Regions from separate parts of the Mus musculus genome. Here region 2 is linked to region 1. Evidence: chromatin contacts called from public promoter capture Hi-C data. All regions are on one chromosome and are shown on one strand. Each heading gives the region's core, a stretch centred on a gene start, on an enhancer-like site or on the middle of the called end of the contact. The rest is flanking DNA. Distances are from core to core; before and after follow the strand shown. Region 1 has its middle 18 kb from the start of 4930425O10Rik. Region 2 overlaps Tspan5 (tetraspanin 5).

What was found. Capture Hi-C pulls out chosen DNA fragments and counts their contacts.
Region 2: a promoter capture Hi-C map of pancreatic islet shows a contact between it and region 1. The contact joins two enhancer-like sites. A contact is called at or near these places in 2 of 484 Hi-C or Micro-C datasets (cortical neurons and nephron progenitors) and 3 of 9 other capture datasets (embryonic stem cells, liver and pancreatic islet).

The regions. Positions count from the first base shown.
Region 1 is chr3:138,705,981-138,711,153 of GRCm38.p6, reverse strand. No RefSeq gene overlaps it. Among named protein-coding and RNA genes, the nearest start is that of 4930425O10Rik, 18 kb to the left of the region's middle. Within about 2 kb of position 2,498, at least 2 of the 459 cell types and tissues checked have an H3K27ac peak or open chromatin away from gene starts, as enhancers often do. A contact at or near this core is called in pancreatic islet, where this site is marked.
Region 2 is chr3:138,857,490-138,862,662 of GRCm38.p6, reverse strand. All of the region lies in intron 1 of Tspan5 (tetraspanin 5), which reads right to left. Among named protein-coding and RNA genes, the nearest start is that of Tspan5, 120 kb to the right of the region's middle. Within about 2 kb of position 2,817, at least 94 of the 459 cell types and tissues checked have an H3K27ac peak or open chromatin away from gene starts, as enhancers often do. A contact at or near this core is called in pancreatic islet, where this site is marked.

The sequences.
Region 1 (5,173 bases), core at 1,249-3,748:
CTTTGTCTGTGCTCACCTTTTATGGCTTCTTCTGTGTGGCATCATAAAGGACAAAAGCACAGGCTTTGCTTTAGGGGCAAAGAGACTCATCAGTGTTAATACTCAAAGAAAGGCTTCACGCCTACTTTATGGTTCCTCTATGAACGTAAGATGACTTTCTTATTGAAGATGGACTAGAACAATTTGGATAGTGAAAGGGAACTCAATGTTGAGTGTGAATATATATATAATATATATATATATATATATATATAAATTACATTACCACTTAGTAAATAGTCTGAAGTCCTCAGCACCTTGTGGTTCTCTGAATGCCTTTTCTGAATGCCTTTTCAAGTCACTGGCTTGTGACAGGTCACTCTAAGGTGAAGTTCCCATAGCTTGCTCCCACTAATTATATATCCAAGTGTCTTATTCTTATTGGAAGAATACCTGTCTTGCCCGGTAGCCTGCCAGGCATTGGGGCAGTGTAACACTTGGCTGTCTCCCACTGTGACTCCAGCCATGAACACATGTATGTACCAGATATGGATTTGCTGACTGGGGCAGTGAGGAGAATTTCCGTGAAGTTTTCTTGCTTACGAAGCCTTTCAGCAAGTGCGTATAAATTAGTTTTCACTGAGGTGTGTGTGCTGTTGATGAAAGCCCACGCTATATCCTCGCTCTCTGCCACACTTGAGAGCCAGCTTGTTTTTCCAGTACATTCCTCCGAGTCAGCTAATGCTCAGGTATTTGTCTGGAAACAGCTCCTAATCTTCCCTAACACGGGCCAGAGAGCAGCTGAGGCAGCTCTTCTGACATGCGTGGAGCTCTGATCCTGTCAGTAACTCTCTCTTCTTTATCGAGTCTCTCCAAAGCAAAACACTGTTTTTCTGTCGTATGAAGCATCGTCTCCTACCTAATAAGGCTCAATTGTCTTTCCGTTCCTTTAACAAGCAGGGAACCGCCTGTCCAATTGAAATGAGAGCTGTGGATGTCAATGTGTCTCTTTTTATAGAGACGGGTAGCTGTCAGATCAGGGCTCAAAGGCTTGCCTTTAATGAAAACAAGTCATTTTCATCAATATGACTGCAGAGTTGATATGAATACAGATACCTGGATCAAGTGATTGGCATTTCTAGTCTCAAGCTCCGGCTGTCGGAACAATGATTCGCTCAGCCTTACACCCACCTTCTCCCACAGCAAGGCCTCTGCTCTCTACTCTCCAGTCCTGCTCCCAAGCTAGAAATCTCACAGCAGGTCTCATGACCTGCGCTTGGGATGTTTTATTTGACTAAAACCATATAACTTTATATATATATATATATATATATATATATATATATATATATATATATATATATATATATAACTTAAGGATCAATACTCACAAATTGGAAATTTTCCAATAAATTTGGATTTAAATTTTTTCCAATAAATTTGGACATAAACATTTGGATGAGGCTTGGGAGTACAACTCAGTTGGTGGAGCACTTCCCAGGCATTCACGAAGCTCTGGCTTTGATCCTCAACCCTACATAAACTGGGCGTGTAGTCCATGCCTGTAATCCAAGCACTTGGGAAGCAGAGGCCAGAGAACAGAAATTCAAAGCATCCTTGGCTATATAGTGAATCCACAGCTTGCCATCTAGTTCCAGTTTGAATGTGAAATGTTTTCCGACAGGTGATACGTTTGGTCCCCGGCCAGTGGTGCTTTTCTGAAACGTTGGGGAATCTTCTCTAAGAGGTCACAACAGGAAGTAAATGATTGTGGTAACTCCAGGCAGCTGCCACCGAGACTCTTGATTAAATCTGCAAGTGGCCCTACCCTGGTAAGACCACAGACACCTGACTGTGGCCCTCTCACAGACTCTAGACAAGAGAATCCTAGCCAGGATCCCTGACCCACAGACACCATAAGGAAATATGTGCTTGTTTAATCCAGCAAGTTGGGGGTAATGTTTTACACAGCAATAGATAACCAACACAGTAGTCATTTGTGGCCCTTGCTCCACGCTGTGAAATGTTTTGCCATCTATCGAGAGCCCCACCAGTATCCAGCATCCCTCAGTCCAGCTCTGGGCTGCAGGCAATGCCCCTGGATTCATCTCCCCTCATTCGCTATTGTTTTGATGGCTCAATCCCTCAACGTTGTCACCACTGGGCTTGAGCCACTGACTCCTAATTCCTCTGCTTTTTGCCTTACCTCACCCACCTCTTCACACTGAAACCAGACACACTTTCTCAGCTCTGTCCAGGAAAGCATCCCCACCTCCCTTTACCCTCCTTGCCGAAGCCCTCTGGGAGTACCCAGCTAGCCTCCCATTCCAGCTGCACCTCTCTGCCTGGCCCAGAAACCTTAAACTCCCTACCAATGCTAAATGTGCCTTGCTACCATTTTCCGTGCATCCTGGGCCCTGCCTACAGTAAAACGTCCTTCTGTCCCCCTACACTGCTTGGTAACAAGTACCTCATTTTCCCAGAGCCACCTGCTCCGTGAATCCATTAATAAGTCATGTCCTAGGTAATTAGCCACTGCTTCCCGGTGACTGGCAGCCTGGGCTCTTCTGCTTGCTCATGCTCCCTGCCTTTCTGCTCTCGCCCAGCAGGATCCTTCTGTGGGGGGAAGGCACAGAGATCAGCTCAGCGCTCCCACCCAGCACTGCACCCAAATGTGTATGGGGTTGGGGGTACAAACAGCAACACAACGCTATGCCAGCATTTTCCTCAAAGTTACCCTCTATCCATTCTGCCACTTGGAACAGAAGCCTCTCCACTGTTCCCTTTCTTCTTATCCTTCAAGCTACAGCTTAAACAACACTCTTTAAGAGGCTATTCCCAGCCCCTGAGATGGCCGTGGTACCCTTTGGTAAGACAGGGTATGGTTGTCATCACATGCCAGTCCAGTGGCTAGATTATATTCTAGCTCATTTCATTCCTATTTTTTAGCCTTGCTTATTGTACTGGCTGGTTTTGTGTGTCAACTTGATACAAGCTGGAGTTATCACAGAGAGAGGAGCCTTCCTTGAGGAAATGCCTCCATGAGATCCAGCTGTAAGGAATTTCTCAATTAGTGATCAAGGAGGGAGGGCCCATTGTGGGTGGTGCCATCCCTGGGCTGGTAGTCTTGGGTTCTATAAGAAAGCAGGCTGAGCAAGCCAGGGGAAGCAAGCCAGTAAAGAACATCCCTCCATGGCCTCTGCATCAGCTCCTGCTTCCTGACCTGCGTGAGTTCCAGCCCTGACTTCCTTTGGTGATGAACAGCAATGAGGAAGTGTAAGCTGAATAAACCCTTTTCTTCCCAACTTGCTTCTTGGTCATGATGTTTTGTGCAGGGATAGAAACCCTGACTAAGACACGTATCTCTAATTTATAGGTGGAGAAACTGAGGCACTTGATCCCAGTCAGTCTAACTTGGGATTTGTGAACCTGATCAATTTAATACCTCTGGCTACTCCCCTCACCCCACACAAGCGCACAAACATGCGACTAATATGAATTTTACAAAAGGTCCAAGTTGCATTCCTGAGAACAGCCAAGCATGTGAATGCTGGAACCCCAATATTATACTGGGGTTCGTGCTCATGGGATGCAGCTCTGAGCATCTCACCTCAAATAGCCAGACGAGTTGGCATCCTTTGTGACAAGATCAGTTGTTTGTCAGTGCTGAGGCTTCTTGCCTAAACTCTTCTCTTTTTTTGATCAATTGTCCCATGCAACCCAGAACACTGTTTGGTGCCCAACGTAGGGCTTGAACCCAGGACTCTTGGATTAAGAGTCCAGTGTTCTACCGACTGAGCTAGCCTGATGTCAAATGTCAGTATTCACGTTACATAGATCGATAGAATGAAGAACGAGAGACTGCAGGATGAGTTTAGGCTTCGCAAGCAGCTTGGGGTCAGCCTCTCAAGGACTGAATGCTAGCAGCTTCCCAGAAGTCCTTTTTTTATTGTCACACAAAAGGTATTTTTATCAAGCCAATTTCCACATACCAAAACTTTTTAACCTGATCTGGAGGTTGTCTTGAAAGAACCATCACCTTAAGGAATTCCCAGCCATACAAGGCTTTCTGGTTTGCCAGGCCTGTCTCAAGACTAAGTTATGCAAAGGCTCTGAGAATCCTTCAAAGGAACAATCGCATAAAATCCCAGATAGCAATCACTGACAAAAGGCTGCTTCAAAGCCTAGGTGGCATCGACTCTCTGCCAGATACATGGTTCTGCTAAAATTCTGTTACAGCAGCTGAGCTCTGTTACTGGACCTGTGTGCGCCCTCGCTGGCTGCTGAGTCGGATTCAGTAATGACCTTAAAAATGCATCAAGTTCTTTTAACAAGACCTCTGTTGTCTACTGAGTCTCCTAAAGGGTGCCACAAACTCCCCACACACCAGCCAAGACCTGTAATTATGAGACAAGCTTTGCTTGAAGGTTTGGGGTCACAGAGGCTGTTCTACGGGGGCAGGGCTCTGCGTTGTGGTACCAAGAAGATCTTGCAGTGACTCAGTAGGCTGAAGGAGTGTTTGTTGAGTGAACTTGATAAATGAAGACAGGATACTCAGGTGACCTCTCTGTTGTCACAGAGCTGTGCGGTCAATGGAAGGCTCTCTGAGCCGCACTCTTAATTGTGGGAGGCACTATTCCGTAGGCTCGGATTTTGGAGTGCATAAAAAGGGGAGCACCAGTGGAGCACCCGCATTTACATCTCCATTCCTCTTAACTGTGGATGAAATGTGATCAGAGGCGCACACTCCTGCCCCCTTGTTTTCCCACGGTGGCAGACTCTACCTTCACACTGTGAGCTAAAACAGACCCTTCCTTCTTTTCCTTGTTTCTATCTGGTATTTTAAATCGCAAAGCTAAGAAAAGGGACCAACAAGCCTACAGACTTTCCTATTCCTAAAACCTAATCAATATTGAATGACTTTGAGGGCTCGGGGTTGAGACCATGTCACCCAGAGTCGGAGTGCAGCTCCTGAACGCTGGACTCCTGTGGCTTGGGCTGCTTTGCTGTCAGAGACCTTGGAGCGTCTGTAATCCTAAAATGGTAGCTGTGTAGATCACGTGACGCCCACCACGGTCTTCAGGCCTGTCTTTCCCCTTCACCGGCATTGTTCTGGATGGGGGGCGGGGGGTGAATAACAAAGCCGAATAGGCTTTCTTTACGTACTCTTTTCCCTGAACATTCATGTCAGCAC
Region 2 (5,173 bases), core at 1,568-4,067, 150 kb before region 1:
GTTAAGATTTTATTTGGCAAATTTCAACTTATAATTAATTTTATCTTTTTTTAAAGCATAACTCCTGGAAAATATAAGCCTGCATTAAATTGCATCTGTGCAGAATAATGTTCACCTGAAGTATCCCACAGCAATTCCATGCAGTAGATAGATACTTGACATCACTCTTATTTAACAGATAGCAGAATACATTTAGAAACAATGTTTCTCCCAGCACTGCACAGGCCTGTGCTTGAGTTGTGTCACTCAGGGAATAGGTACTACTGAATATTCCCTTTTAAAAGATTTTTTTAAAATATTTTACTTATTTTTATGTGTGTGGGCATTTTGCTTGCAGTGCCCATACAAGCCAGAAGAGATCATCCAATCCTCTGGAACTGAGTTATAGATATATACTGCCACATGGATGTATACATGGCAACTGAACCCACGTCCTCTGGAAGAGCAGCCAGAGCTCCTAACCACTGAGCCATCTCTCCAGCCCCTCTTAACCACTGAGCCATCTCTCCAGCCCTGCATATTACCCTTACTAAAATGCTTGGAACCGGACGGAGTATTTCATATTTCAGAGTTTACTGAATTGGGGTATATTTGCATAGACTTTGCTGGTTACTACAGTTAAACAGCTTTAGCATGAAAATCCAAAACCTTTCAGCCATTAGAGCGGTACTTACAAACCTATGGTTTTTCAGATTGAGCATGCTCATCCTGTGTGTCCCCTAATGTCTAAAACGCCCTCTCTATATAGACCAGCTCACAGTGGAAACACTGGGAAGTGCTTGCCCTAATACTCTAAGTTGCTCCTCTGATGTCTAGGCATCCAAGGTGCATTCTTCTGCCAGAACTGAGAATGGCCCCATGGGAACCAAGAGTGGTACAGTGACGGAAGCTAGACCTGGATTCCAGAGCCAGCACAACTGATGCTTTGGCAAAACTGGAAAGGAAAATAGTCTCGGGTGTCACAGGGTGATTCCAGAAGGATGCATCTGCCCCACTGTCAAGTGGAAAAGCTCTTCTTCCATATCCAGTTATTTTCATCCTGGCAGACTCCATTGTTTTGGACTGGAACAGTGTCCCATCCCAACTGGCACGAAATGGACACTTCAAAAAGCCACCTTTCCAGTATTCCAAGTCGCTTTGAGTCCCAACTTTATACTTGACCTTACACGTCTCAAGATAAAAGGAGATAAGAAAAAACAGACATAGCTCTTACAGTTCAGAGGACTTTCAGGTCACGAAAGAATAAAACTGCCCCGTGGTAAGGAGAGAATTACAAGTCACCAAATCTGTGTGGCTAACAACAGCAGATGGGAGGGGCTGGCATGCAATCAGAGACGCAAGTGTGGCACGGCACTTTTGGACCTTGTAAGGCGCCCATTCATCACCCTGGTGACAGGAGGATTCTCAGGGACCATCTGTGAGACTGAGTGGTGGGTGGGAGTGGGTGGGACAGGCTGGCACTGAGGAGAAGAATCACCATGTGGGTTGCAGACGTCTGGATCCACAGGGATCCAAAGGAAGATGAGGGAGGAGCAGGCAGGAGCTGATCGTGTCCAGGATATGGAGGAAACGTGGGCAGAACTGAGAACTACTGAGAAGTGTTTTCCGGTAATGACAGGATGGAGGTGTGAAGGGTAATTGGTCTTATACCTGGAAACTATGGCCCTTCAACATTCCAATGTGGGTCTGGGTTGCTGCTCAGTGGTTAGTGCTTTCCAAGCACACACTGGGCCCCGTCTTCAACTTCCCAGTACAGGGGAAATAAAACCTACTGCTCTGCAGACAGAATCGACTTCTGGGTGCTGTTCTCAGGGCTGGCTGGACCTAGCAGAAATTCTGAAGGATGTTTTTCTTGTTTGAGTATTTGGCTGCTAACTGAATTCTCTGGGAAGCAAATCTCACGTTTTGTATTTTTGAAAACTAAATTATTTTACCATCATCATATATTTCTGTCACCTCTGCTACTTGTATTCCTAAAAAGAAGCAATTACATACCAGGGCCCAGCCATCCAAGTTCTTAAGCGGCTTCTAAACGAGCACTCCTTACTCCTGTTTGCTTAAGATGTAGCAATTTCACCTGCGATCTGTCCAGACTGAAACAAAGTTCCCGACCAGCACTGCAGGAAGCCGAGCCTCACCAACAGCCTCACCAACAGCGGACTAACGTTCTGAGAATGTAAACCTCCGCTGGAACAGGCAGGCGAGGCGCACCTACCGCCTTCCCTGGACAGACCAATGAGCCAGCAGAGAAGCTCACTTGTTCTCACTCTCCTTTTTTCTGAGCCAACACTGCAGCTCTGGCAGATGGGTAGCCAGCTTATACAGGTATCCTATGTACAGCCACTAATACAACACCTGTCTTGGTAGGGTGGGGAGTTATTTCAGGAGAAAAAAAGTCCCTGAGTACAATTCCTGCCAAAGTATGAGCTGGCAGAAAATTCAACCAACAGAGAATCAATCCTACTCTTGCCACTGGGCTCTGATGTCCCAGTTTACAACTGTCCAGAATGGTCTTGATAAGATGGCATGACAGACAAAACTCGACTCTGTAAACAGGACAATTCCCATGGAGGCCAGGGCCAATGTCTCTCCCTTTACATAGTCACAAGGCCATCTAATTGTGGCCCCAGTACATATTGCCTAGGGACCTCTAGCCCTGGTGCTGCACAGTACCATAATACAACTCGGGAAAGGCAGAGCCTGCTGGGCAACTACAACCGGCAATGCAGCCACTGGAGGGCTTCGGACAAGTCAGGGAACTGAGCGGACAAGTGCCTGCTTTGTAGCACTGACACGCTAGCAGGGCAGCGCAAGGAAAGACAAGCAATAGAAAGTCACAGATGAGCGGGCTGCTCAGGGCTGCTGCCAGGGAGGAGGGCAGAGTGAGGAGAGAAAGCCAAGTGGAAGGCAACTGCAGGTACTGCAGAGTGACTAGAGCAAACCCACGAGAGGGACAGGGATTAGTATCTGATGACTCCATTAGTTAAGAGTTTGCTGCTGTTACAGAGGACTAGACATGGGGTCTGAGTACCCCCTGTTGGGCAGCTCACAACCACTAGTTCAAGCCCCACTAGTTCAGGGGATTAAACATCCTCTTTGGAGCATACACACAGAGAGACACATAAATAAAAACAAAATAAATATTAAGGGGAAAAAAATACATGTTCATTGGGCACCATGAAGGAAGGAAGAGCTGACTGGCGGATGTCCGAACAGCACCCTAGCCGAAGCCAGACATCTGGACTGAGGCCCCGGACAGATGGCGACAAAGCGGGACACAAAGTGCCAGGAACGGAGAAGCACAGCTCAGAGGCTCACAGTAGCCAGGCTGTGTCAGGCTGCACAGGCCACTGAGAAGACTACACTGTGTCCTCAGATGGGGCAGGAATCCCTGAAGGGTTCTTTGGCTTCCCAGAGCCTGCAGGCCTTGCCTGATCTAACCAATGACTGATGTTACTAACTGCTGCAAACTGTGGGGTCCACGAAACCACATGAAAGCCAACTGTAAGCAAGGAGTCTGTGCAGATTATTCCCTGCCCCCCATCGCTCCTCAGACATTACCCTGCCTGCTCCCCAACTCCTCCCACAGTGGCCACCTTAACAGGCAGCTCCCCTTTCAGAGTCAGAAAAGCCCTGGTAGAAGATGAACTCAGGCCCCCTTGTCCTCAGAGCTTCCCTGCCATACCAGGTATGGCCTTGTCCTGCCTACATGTGTACACAGGACTGGAAAGAATGACAACACCTCACGTCAGACAGTAGGACAGTCAGGGCCTATACTAATCACTGAGCACGTGCATGGATAAAGCAAAGGTGACGGACGGCCCCTGAGTGCTGTTTAATTCTCCTTCTTCTGTCACCGGCTTGAGCATCCTTCCAGAACTGTGCTCCAAATAGTTATATATTTAAGAGACACTAACGGACTCTAGTTTGAGATCTATTCTGCTCCTTTACATGAATGGCTATAAAATACCTACACCCACAGTTTTAGGGGATCCACATAATTCTCATGCTGCATGAGCAAAACATTCAGAGAAGCCTACAACCACAGTGCTGGGGGCTTCCTCTGACTTGTACGAAGCTGTGATCTCTTTTCAGGGCAGCTCAATGAAAACCCCAGATGTTCTAAACTGTTGGGCCAGCTGTTGTGACCGGGCACGAGAGGCAAGAATACTTAATTCAGTCTCCACCATCCACCTGAAGGGCTAGTCCTCTGCTTGTTTATGGGATTGCGGACACAGACTGCTGGGGCTCGAAGCCAAGAACAGGATCTGGAGCAGTCCATCACACAGAGCCTGGGAAAGGAAAAAGGGGCCAGGAGGGGGACTTCTTTGGAACTGCGTAGCACCAAGAGCCCGCAGTATCTTCCCAGAGACGATGAAAGGGCTTTTCCCTTTGAATGCACACTGTTCCAGGAGAAGGCCTTAAAGAAATGCCCACAGTCTGAGGCAGTCTGGTCTAGAGAGCTCTTTGTTAGAACTTGGACCTTGACATTTTGAGCAAGAGCTTGTAATCTGAGATGGGGAGGGGGACGGCTACGCAAGCAATAAAATCCATATTCTTGGAAATTACCCAGGCAATGCAAGCATATAAAAAAGGAACATGAGGGATTAGCTATCCACTTCTGGATAGAAACGTGGAAGTTGCAAGCTTACAGCTCACTAATCTTTGCTTGTCTTACAGTTAAAAAAATAAATAAATAAAATTTAAAAAAGGCTTGCCCTGATGGGCTGCTCTATTGCTTACCCCTCCCCCAGCCATTAGACAAAGCCAAGGCTGAAAACACACCAGAGGGGCGCACTGAAGGCTGAAATGGACTGGAAGTATGTCAGACTACAGGCGTAAAAAGTCAGTTATCTGTAGGCAAGCATGAACCTCTGTGGGAAGAGGCTCTCACTGTTTGAGTTAAGCAGCAAGATGCAGAGCACTCACCAACTCGGTCTAGAAGTTTAGTACTCTTAGATGCACAGCTTTTGTACTCAAAGATCTTGTTAACTTAAAAGCAAAATACCACAGACATGTTTTAAGAGCTAAAACAAACAAACAAATAGTTAACACAAATACAATTCAAAATAGGATTTTTCTTTGTAATGGTGGAAGAAGGATTAAATCATACAACATGTTTCATATGTTCAGGACTGAGCAGGCACGGAGCTAGGTGCCAGGGATAGAAAGG